2 separate regions of the Canis lupus genome follow, and region 2 is linked to region 1. Evidence: chromatin contacts called from public Hi-C data. All regions are on one chromosome and are shown on one strand. The core of a region is the stretch at or near the end of the contact, and the rest is flanking DNA. Distances in the headings are between cores, read along the strand shown. Region 1 has its middle 4.0 kb from the start of BCL6. Region 2 overlaps LOC478670 (lipoma-preferred partner).

The links. Hi-C and Micro-C count contacts between places; a contact is called where the count stands out from the background.
Region 2: a Hi-C map of blood shows a contact between it and region 1, with 7 times the contacts expected there. The contact joins two enhancer-like sites. A contact is called at or near these places in 2 of 9 Hi-C or Micro-C datasets (blood and skin fibroblasts).

What each region holds. Positions count from the first base shown.
Region 1 is chr34:20,308,820-20,313,204 of UU_Cfam_GSD_1.0, reverse strand. No RefSeq gene overlaps it. Among named protein-coding and RNA genes, the nearest start is that of BCL6, 4.0 kb to the right of the region's middle. Within about 2 kb of position 2,589, at least 10 of the 20 cell types and tissues checked have an H3K27ac peak or open chromatin away from gene starts, as enhancers often do.
Region 2 is chr34:20,909,484-20,913,868 of UU_Cfam_GSD_1.0, reverse strand. All of the region lies in intron 3 of LOC478670 (lipoma-preferred partner), which reads right to left. LOC111093965 (a long non-coding RNA gene) reads left to right here. Exons shown (of 6, transcript XR_005383901.1): 4 at 2,107-2,247. Among named protein-coding and RNA genes, the nearest start is that of MIR28, 250 kb to the left of the region's middle. Within about 2 kb of position 2,313, at least 2 of the 20 cell types and tissues checked have an H3K27ac peak or open chromatin away from gene starts, as enhancers often do.

The DNA.
Region 1 (4,385 bases), core at 1,340-3,839:
AAAAGCGGAGGGCAGTCGGTAGTGGAAAGCTGTGGCTGCGCGGTGCTTTTCGAACGGACTGAGTCTGCCACCTAGTGGTAAATCGTAGCCGAGTCCCCCCCCCCCTTGCCTGGGGCGGTGGACCGACCCTGTCACCTTCCAGGTCTCCAAGTATCCTGAATGCACGGGTGCTAGGGCTGACAAGAGAGGGCAGCATCCAGTGAGGATGACACGCGGCTTCCAAAACTTTGGTAAGATGGATGAAAATTTAGGAAGCCTCCAGGTGCTCGCCCTGTCCACCGAGGCTCAGAGAGGGCCATCCGCCTCCTTACGAGAACCTTTAATGAGATAACCCTTTTGAACACACCCAATCTGCCGTTTGGGCGTCTCCCAGGGTGAAGTGGGTAGTGGAGAGACACATGGGGGTGGGGGGGAACTATAGGACATAAACTCGTTACAGTTGAGGAAACAGGCGGCCTCATGAGAGGGGAGGGCCTGTTGCCCGTGCCTTAGTACCCTAACCTGGACCAGATTTTTGCCTTTCTGAGTTCCAGGTCAGTGACTTAGAGTCAAAGGCTAGTGTATCTCCGCTCCGTTGAAGTATCTAGGAGAAGGGAGCAGCAGTAGGAGAGGGCCAGGGTTTTAATGTCTCAGGTCAGCGTAGCTGGAAACAGTTCCCCAGATGCCCTGGAGAACTTTTAGAAAGTATGCCATAAGATTTTCAGTGACAGGCATGGGTGGACAGCCTGCTGTAGTGCTGAGCGGTGGGGTCCCAGGCCTTTGAGGGGTGTGTGTGGGTGTTAGTGGGTAACTAAGTCCCAGTCCCTAGACTTGCAGAGATGTACCTCGCTTCACAGGAGGAGGCTCACATTTGGCCTTCTGAAATCACCTTCTTTCCCTTCCTTCCAAACTGCTTAGTGGCTTGGCCAGAACCCAGGGCTGTGTGCATGTGCGTGTGTGTGTGTATGGGGGGGGGAGGTGTCATATGGACAGGCAGAGTGTAATCCTCGTAGAATTTGGGCCACAGCAGCTTCTTATTAAGCGAAGTTTTATCTTCTCTGAGCTCAAAACTTAGGGTGGCAAAGGCACACAGGGGTGCCGGCGACCCCTAGCGACGGCCCCGGCGCGCGCCCGCGGGAGATGCTGCGGTCCGAGGGAATCCAGTTCAGCCTCTCCCACTGCGGGAGCTGTCGGAGGCCGCGTCGGAGAAACGCGCCTCTGTTCGGGTTGGAAACGAATCTGGGGATGTGTTTGAAGAGCGGTCAAGTTTGACTCATCGCTTTCCAAGGACAGTTAGTGCCTTCCATCTTCATTAACGTGAATAAAGACCTTGGCTGACTTTCGTCCAGATCGGATTTTTAAAGGCATTGTTTGCTTGGGGACATCATGCCGCTCCCCTCCCCTGGCAGCCTTTTTGCAAGGGCGGAGCCCAGTCCAGCCTGGATGGCCGAGATAGCTTTGCCCGGGGACGTGGTTTGCGGGCATTGTCTGCCGGCTTTTTCTGGAAGGCTGTCGCGAGCCGGGGGCATGGGGAGCGTCCCTTCTGCAGCTCCTCTTCAGATCGTGATGATAAAACACATCCCTCTATTTTATTGCATTTCCTAGAAGCTTGCAGGCTTGAAAGAGCGCTGTTGGCAGGAAACGTGATAGAAATAAAGTCAGGACATAATGTCCCTGAACACCTCGGTCACCCAGAGCGACTGCCGAGGCTACCGCGTTATCAAATTCGCTTTCATGTGTTGCCGTCTCCTCTGCCCTCCCGCCCCTCGGTCAAGAGAGCGAAGAGTGTTTCACCCTTAAACCCAAAACAGCCGCGCGCTTTGACCCCCCCCCGCCCCCCCCGCCCGGCTGGACCACCGCGGCGGAACTGGAGCAGCTCGTTGGCTGAGCTGCGGCGCAGAAAGGGAGCGCGCCGGCGGGAGCCCTGATGCTGGCTGGTTTCACCACGGCAGCTCCAGCCCCATAAAATTTCTCGTTCCTGCCCCTCAGCAGTGCTTTGCACTTCCAGGTTCTCCTCTGCATTTCTCGGCGAGTTATCGGAGTTATTAGATTACCACTATAATCCAACGGCCGGCCGGGATAGAGAAGGGGCGGGGGGAAGGTGGGGCGGGGGGGGGGGGGGTTGCAAAAGGCGTTCTCCAGATCTGGAGACTGTGTCTAAAGTAGGTCAATGGGAAGGAGAGGCGGGGCTACACGGGGCTTGTCGGCTTGGAGCCTTGGTGGAGGGCTCTCCCTAGTGTTTAGCCGCGGTAAGACATGAGTAGGTTTGAGCTCCCGGAACCACGGGAGCCCTAATTTCCAATAAGTGCATGTACTTAATTTTAACTTCCCTTCCTAGATGCTCACCCCACTCCGCATTAAATCTCAACCTTCGCTTTCACCTTTATTACACCGGGCGAAGGGATGAGAAAGTCTCAAAGTGCGACTCTCTGAGGCCGCCGAGGCCCAGTCCTCACCGACCGGCCCGACCCGCCTCCGCGGCTGCCGGGATGCGCCGCGCGCTCTGACGCCCCGCGCCGGCTCGAGGACTGGACTGCGGCCTCCGGCGCTGCGTCCTTCCCGCCCCTCGCCCCGGGAGATTCCTCCCGGAGCCCACGGCCGGCGCCTGCAAGGAGAGGGTGTCCGGGGCTTAGAGCCCCAAGGCAGGCCCCGAGAGAGCGAGGCATCCTTGGAGCGCGCCCGCGCGCTGGGGTCAGCGCCCCGGCCGGCCCGCGGGAGCCTAACGGCGCCTCTACGGTTGCGGGGAAATCGGGTTCCGAAATCCCGAAACCTGGTCGGGTTCGGCCTCGCAGCTCCTTTTCTAAAGACTTGGGGGCGGAAACTGAGCCTAGCAGGGCTCCCCTACTTGCCAGCGTAGGCGGAAGGGGCTTTCGGTTTGGTTTTCCTGCGCGTCGGCCGGGCGCGCGGACGGAGACCCTCAGCGCGGGGACTCGCTGCTGCCTGACCTTGACGCCCGGCTTCACCGCCCTCTTAAAGGGGGCGGAGGCAAGCAAAAGGCAAAAATAAATACATGACTCACGAGGCGAGCAAAGGCCAGAATTGGGCAATTTTTGAAGTCATGAAATGAGCCTCAGGTTGGCCCCGAATTCCTGGGTTCTAGATGGGCTCGGCTGCTAACTTGCGCGAGTTTCCCCATTTATAAGACTGTTGCGGGGGGTGGGGGGTGGGGGGAGGGTCGGGTGAATGCAGAGAGCTGGACCCGCGCGGGCGAGGGATTTAGGGGAAAGTGCGCCTCCCCGCCCCCCCGTCCCCTCCCCTCCCCGGGTGAATCCCCGGCGGCCCTCGCGGCGCAGGCGGCGATCCTGGCGGCCGTCGGGGGCCGGCAGCTTCCTGGAAAGTTACTTCTCGTTGGAGCCGGCGATAGGCAGAGAGTGTTCTGTGAAATCCGCTGAGCGGAGATCGACTACGTTCCGGGAATGAGAGGGCTGTGCCATTCCCCTCACTAGCCCCTGCCTTGACAGCGTAACAGGAAAAAAAAAAAAAAAAAAAAAAAAAGGCACACACAATGTTAGCTACCGAAGTGCACGAAACGTTGTATTTGAATGTCACCAAATTAAGGGCTGCCACGGTCTCTCCTCGGGGCCTCCGCGGGGGCTGCGCCCGGGGGTGGGCGGTCCCTGGCGGGCAGGTACGGTAAGGTCGGGCTGCGCGAGGCCGCGGGCAGGGCTGGGGCCGTGCAGGTGTGCGGGAGGGGATGGATGGGGCCTTCGGACCGGCTCGCCCTCGCTCGTCCCCCTCTCACTTCCTCTCTTGTCTCCACCTTCTCCTGCTGCTGTCTTCTCTTCCCTCTCTGCCTTTTTCTTTTTCTTTTTTTTTTTTTTAAGAGGGAACGGTCCCTCTTTTTTTTTTTTTTTTTTCTTCTCCAACTCCTTTGGAAGACCTGCCTTCTCCTCGAGGTGCCTAATTGAAAATCCAGAGCTCCTGAAAAGGCAGCGGGGAGAAAGTGTGTGGGCGGAAAGACGACGTTTAGGTGTCGCTTGGTGGTTCCTGCGGCTGGGGGCGGGGTTGGGGTCGGGCCAGTCCAGGTCTGGGCCCTTGCACTTGTCAATTCTCTTTTGACAGCTCCGTTATCTTGGCAGTTTGTTTCTGTGTTAGGAGTGTTGTGTGCGGCGTCGGTGGAGTGGCTGAAGCTAGGTAAAGGAGTTTGTCCAGGACTTTGCTGGAGACTAGCTTTTAGACTCGGGCAAGGCTTATCCAGTGGAGTCTCAGTGGCCTTCCCAGTAAATCAGGGCAGCTATAAGGATCCCATACAATAACGGATGGGAAAGGGCTGAGTGGTCTGTGAGAAACAAGGCAGCTGTTAGGTGCTTCCACACTTGCAGCATCTAGAGGGAGGCATGGCTTCCCACATCTACCATAACACACACTCGCTAGCTGTGGGGTTTCCTAAGATAGAGCTAGCTGAA
Region 2 (4,385 bases), core at 1,064-3,563, 600 kb before region 1:
ATGAAGGGTTCATACAAAAAAGGGACTGCAAGCTTCAAAGGCAAAATTAGGACCAAAAGCAGATTTGAGGAGTAGCAGCCTCCACCTAAATATGGGGAAATATCTTCCTAATCTAAAGGTAATGCAGGTGACACTATAAATAAAATCTGTCCCTGCCTCCACCATATATTCAAGCCAAAACAAACCTGCCTAAGAGGACATCTCTGCACCAGAGGACAGCTATGAAGTCCATGTCCCTCCAGGGAGCTTCAGAGTCGTTATTTTAGTTTTGCTATTGTTGTTTGGATAGAGAACCCTCAAATCTCTTACTAAACTTGTGAGTAGGTATTTTAAGCTTTATTCCCTCTGCAAAAGGGAACTTCTCCCATTATATTTTCTACAGTATTATTACATTTAAACCTATCAGTTTGGAGGGTGCCTGGGTAGCTCAGTCGGTTAAGGGTCAGACTCTTGACTCCAGCCCAAGTCATGATCTCAGGGTCCTGGAGGGACCTTCTCAGGAGGGGGGCGGGGAGGGTCTGTGCTCAGCGGGGTGTCTACTTGAGGATTTGCTCTCTCCTTCTCACCATGCCCCTCCTCCCACTCACATTTTCTCTTTCCCTGAAACAAATAAATGTTTAAAACTACCAGTTTCTGTATATTTAATCTGAACTGAGTCACCTTAATAAACTTTGTAACTATTATTTATCCAATAATTATTCATGGAATGCTTCCTCTGTGCCTGGACCATGTTAGGCATTGTGAATTTAACGGTGACCAGCACAGCGTTCCTCCTCACAAAGCCAAACTGTCTAGTTGACAAGGTAACTCTGACATTACCTACCAGAGTAAGTACCTGTTTTGTTGATATTTTTGCCCTTCCGTTCCTTTTCCAGAGATTTATAACTCAAAAGTGGTAAAGGGAGAGGTCCCATATAATGAGGACTGGGTCACAATTGGAGAAAAGTGACCACATTGCCATAGTTGCTTTTCTGTTATTGTTGTTGTTGTTGTTGTTGTTTTGCTTGGAGGACAGGTGCTTATAGCTTTAAGTACTAACTAAACTCTGGCTAGAGATTATAAATGTGACTAAGAGATATGCCCACATTTTCTGAAGGCAGATTTCAAATCAAAGGTAAAGGTAAACTTTCAAAACACATCAGAGCTGTCCAAAGACGATGGTATATCAGTGATTAGTATCAGGTAAGAGAGTGGGCCACCTCAGTACTTTCTGAAACTTGAGAAGGGTTCCCCAAAAAGGGTGCCAGTCCCAGACCAATGATATTAGAATATCTGAGAATGAGGCCCAAGCCTTGGTAATTTTTGGAGGTCCCAGATGACTAGTAAGTGTAGTGAGGGTAGAGAATCATTGAGAGACATCTAAAGCCCCTTGTCCCCTGCAACACGGCACTGGCTGTATTCTCAGAAGTGTGCAGACTTGACACCCTAAAGTAAAAGGGAAGGGACCCTGGCATACCCTTTCCACATGAGCAATGTCCTCAAGGAGAAAAGCAAACGAGCTAGAATACTAGCTTGTAATAAGCAAGTTCCAAGCTCTACGATGAGTTCTATGAGGGAGAGAGGCTAGAGCTACCAAGAACACACTGGATGGAGACAGAGCAAAGGGGACATGCACTTGGAATTCCAGAGATCACTATGGCTCTGCATGGAATAACCATATGGATTAAGATACCCATTTTGGGTTGTTAGGACTACTTGTTCATTTTCATTCATTCATTCATTTATTCATTCATTCATTCCCCAGAACATTCCTGGTTATATTCTTACCTCTTCTAACACTGCATTCAGGTTAATGAGATGTTTGCTAAATTCATTGGGATTTTGGGAAGACTGGTAGGAGACAGTACTTAGCAAACTTCTTGTATCAAGGGAAAAGCTGTGGCTTTCAGTACTGAACATAGTTCTACCCAAGGCATAAAAGCAAAAGACAGACATATGAAATAAGCTCGGGGGCCCCCACAAAACTTCTATGATTTCCAAGTACCATAATATGCTAACACTAGAAAACAGACTATTTTTAGTACTTGAGGTTGTTTTTGAACATCACCATACTTGAACCTTGCTGGGTTTTTTTTGTTTTTTGTTTTTCGTTTTTTTTCCTACTAGAGCTTTTCCATTCCTTCAAAATTACTGAGGATCACTGACCAAGATTGCCCATGGCAAAAGAGAACAGTGGTAATAAGGTTGGCAGAACCCAGGAAAGGAAAAGTCCACCTCTACCCTCCAGTGGCCTAGCGGAAGAGAAAGGTAAATGGGGAATAGATTGGTCAAGGCCAGAGTGAAAGCTGGCATTAACCCCAAGAGAAAAATGCAGAAGTTCTGATTCTCAGCCGTATTACAAACCACCAGCCATTCTCACTTCCCCTGCCAGCAGAGCTGACTTTTGCCAGCGAGGGAAGAACTAGTTTCACAAACAATTATCTCAATAAGAAATAAGGGTGGGGTACAAAGGGACCATAACCATAGTAAATTGCTTTTTGACTATAAGATCACTGTCAGGCTTTAAAAAGAAATTGATTTGTTCCTTGAACATTTTACTAGACCAGTTTATAATAACAAAATCAAGCTGGTAATTATTGGTTGGACTGATGTAGCTGAACCTTCTGTTCCAGAGCACAAAAAGCTTCAGAGAACAGAGAGGCAAAGTTGACCTGAACAGTTAACTTTCAAAATATAAAAGCTGCCATAAGAGCCACCACAAATGAGCCAGGGCAGAAAAGCAAGAGGGGATTTTCTACAGCCATTAATTGCCATATTACCATTATTATCATTATATAATACAGTACCATATGCAGAGCATTAAATAATAGTGTACTTTCCAAAGAGACTCTGGCCAACTGGGTTAGGCAATGGCCTCCTTGAATCAAAACCTATTGCTCCTTGAGGCTTGCATAGCTGTCTTGATTAGACACAGCGGCAGGCTCCAGTTGAAGGGACGATTCTTCTTTTCTGAAGGGAGGTAGAATAGAGTAATTGCCAGATGTTTGCAATTTTAGCTATAAAAAGATGGCTGCTTTCCATTCCTGAGTATGTTGAATCTTTTTTTTTTTTTCCTTTCTACCCAAGCTATTGTGGTTCACTAAAATAGGCCACTGCACTGATGAATCATCATTCAAAACTGCAATAATGGAAGCAGAACAAATATGACATTTTAAAATCACATATAAGAGGAATAAGTAAAAATGTATGGGTAATAGTTCTATGCTAAGCAACAGAAAACATGCTGCAGTATAAAGAACCTGATTTTGGTTCAGAAGAGTTATTCTTGCATCTCTTCTTGACTACCGTCTACCTGTAAGACCAGGTACAACCAATCTTAACATGGAGACTTGATGTCGACAACTACTAAATGGGGTCACTCTCCCTGCCTGGCATCCCTCTCAGAGGAAAGAACTCATGCCTTATCCATCTCCATACTGTGCTTTGCATATGTACTGCCCAGAGGAGATGTGCAAATATATATGGTAGGAAGGTATATCAAAACCATACATCATGATATAATTCCATACATGGTATATAATGTATCGTATAAGCATTATATTTTCTGATATTATTATCAGAAACACCACCACCGCCACCATCATGAAATATTTCATTCTCTCTTCAAACCGTCTCCCTTAACTCTGGTAAGAGAAAAATGGAAATCTGACTTTTATTTAATTAAGCAGCATCAATATAACTAACTGGGTTGAGACACTGGTGACCTCTTAGCCAAGGGATGTTATCTTTCGTAATGAGTGAGTTAAGCATCTCTTTGAGGATCTGATGACATATAGACCCTTTCCCTGAAAAAGACATACACATGGACCAAATGTAAATACAACTTCAGGAGACTTGCAAAATCACAAATACGAATGCCAGAGATGAATGGGAACCAAGATAAAATTTCTAATTAATGATTGTTTCCTCTAAAAATATAATTAATAGCATCTCTAAAAAATTAAATAAAATAAAAAATTCTCTCTGCCTCATTTGATGTTTTGGAAAACAAACAATTTTAAAAATTAATAAAAATCACTAGTTTAAATAGTTTGATTTATATGATGTTTATTGACATTAGTATCCGTATGATAGTACAATAATAAAAATGCTCCTTCTTAAATAGACTACAAATATGAATCTACTTTTTTTTTGTTACAACATACTTCAAGTAAAGTCTCTGAGAAATATGTTCTACAAATTCAAAATAGGACATATCAACACATCAGCAGTCAAGCAGGGAAAAAATAAGATAATCATAAAACATCAACATAGAACGAAAAAGGATAAAACTAAGGTTATTATCTTATTTCTTAAGTAACTTATTTATTTGAAAGAGAGGGAAAGAGAACATCAGCAAGGAGAAAGAGAGGGAGAGAGAATCCCAAGCAGACTCCTCATTGAAC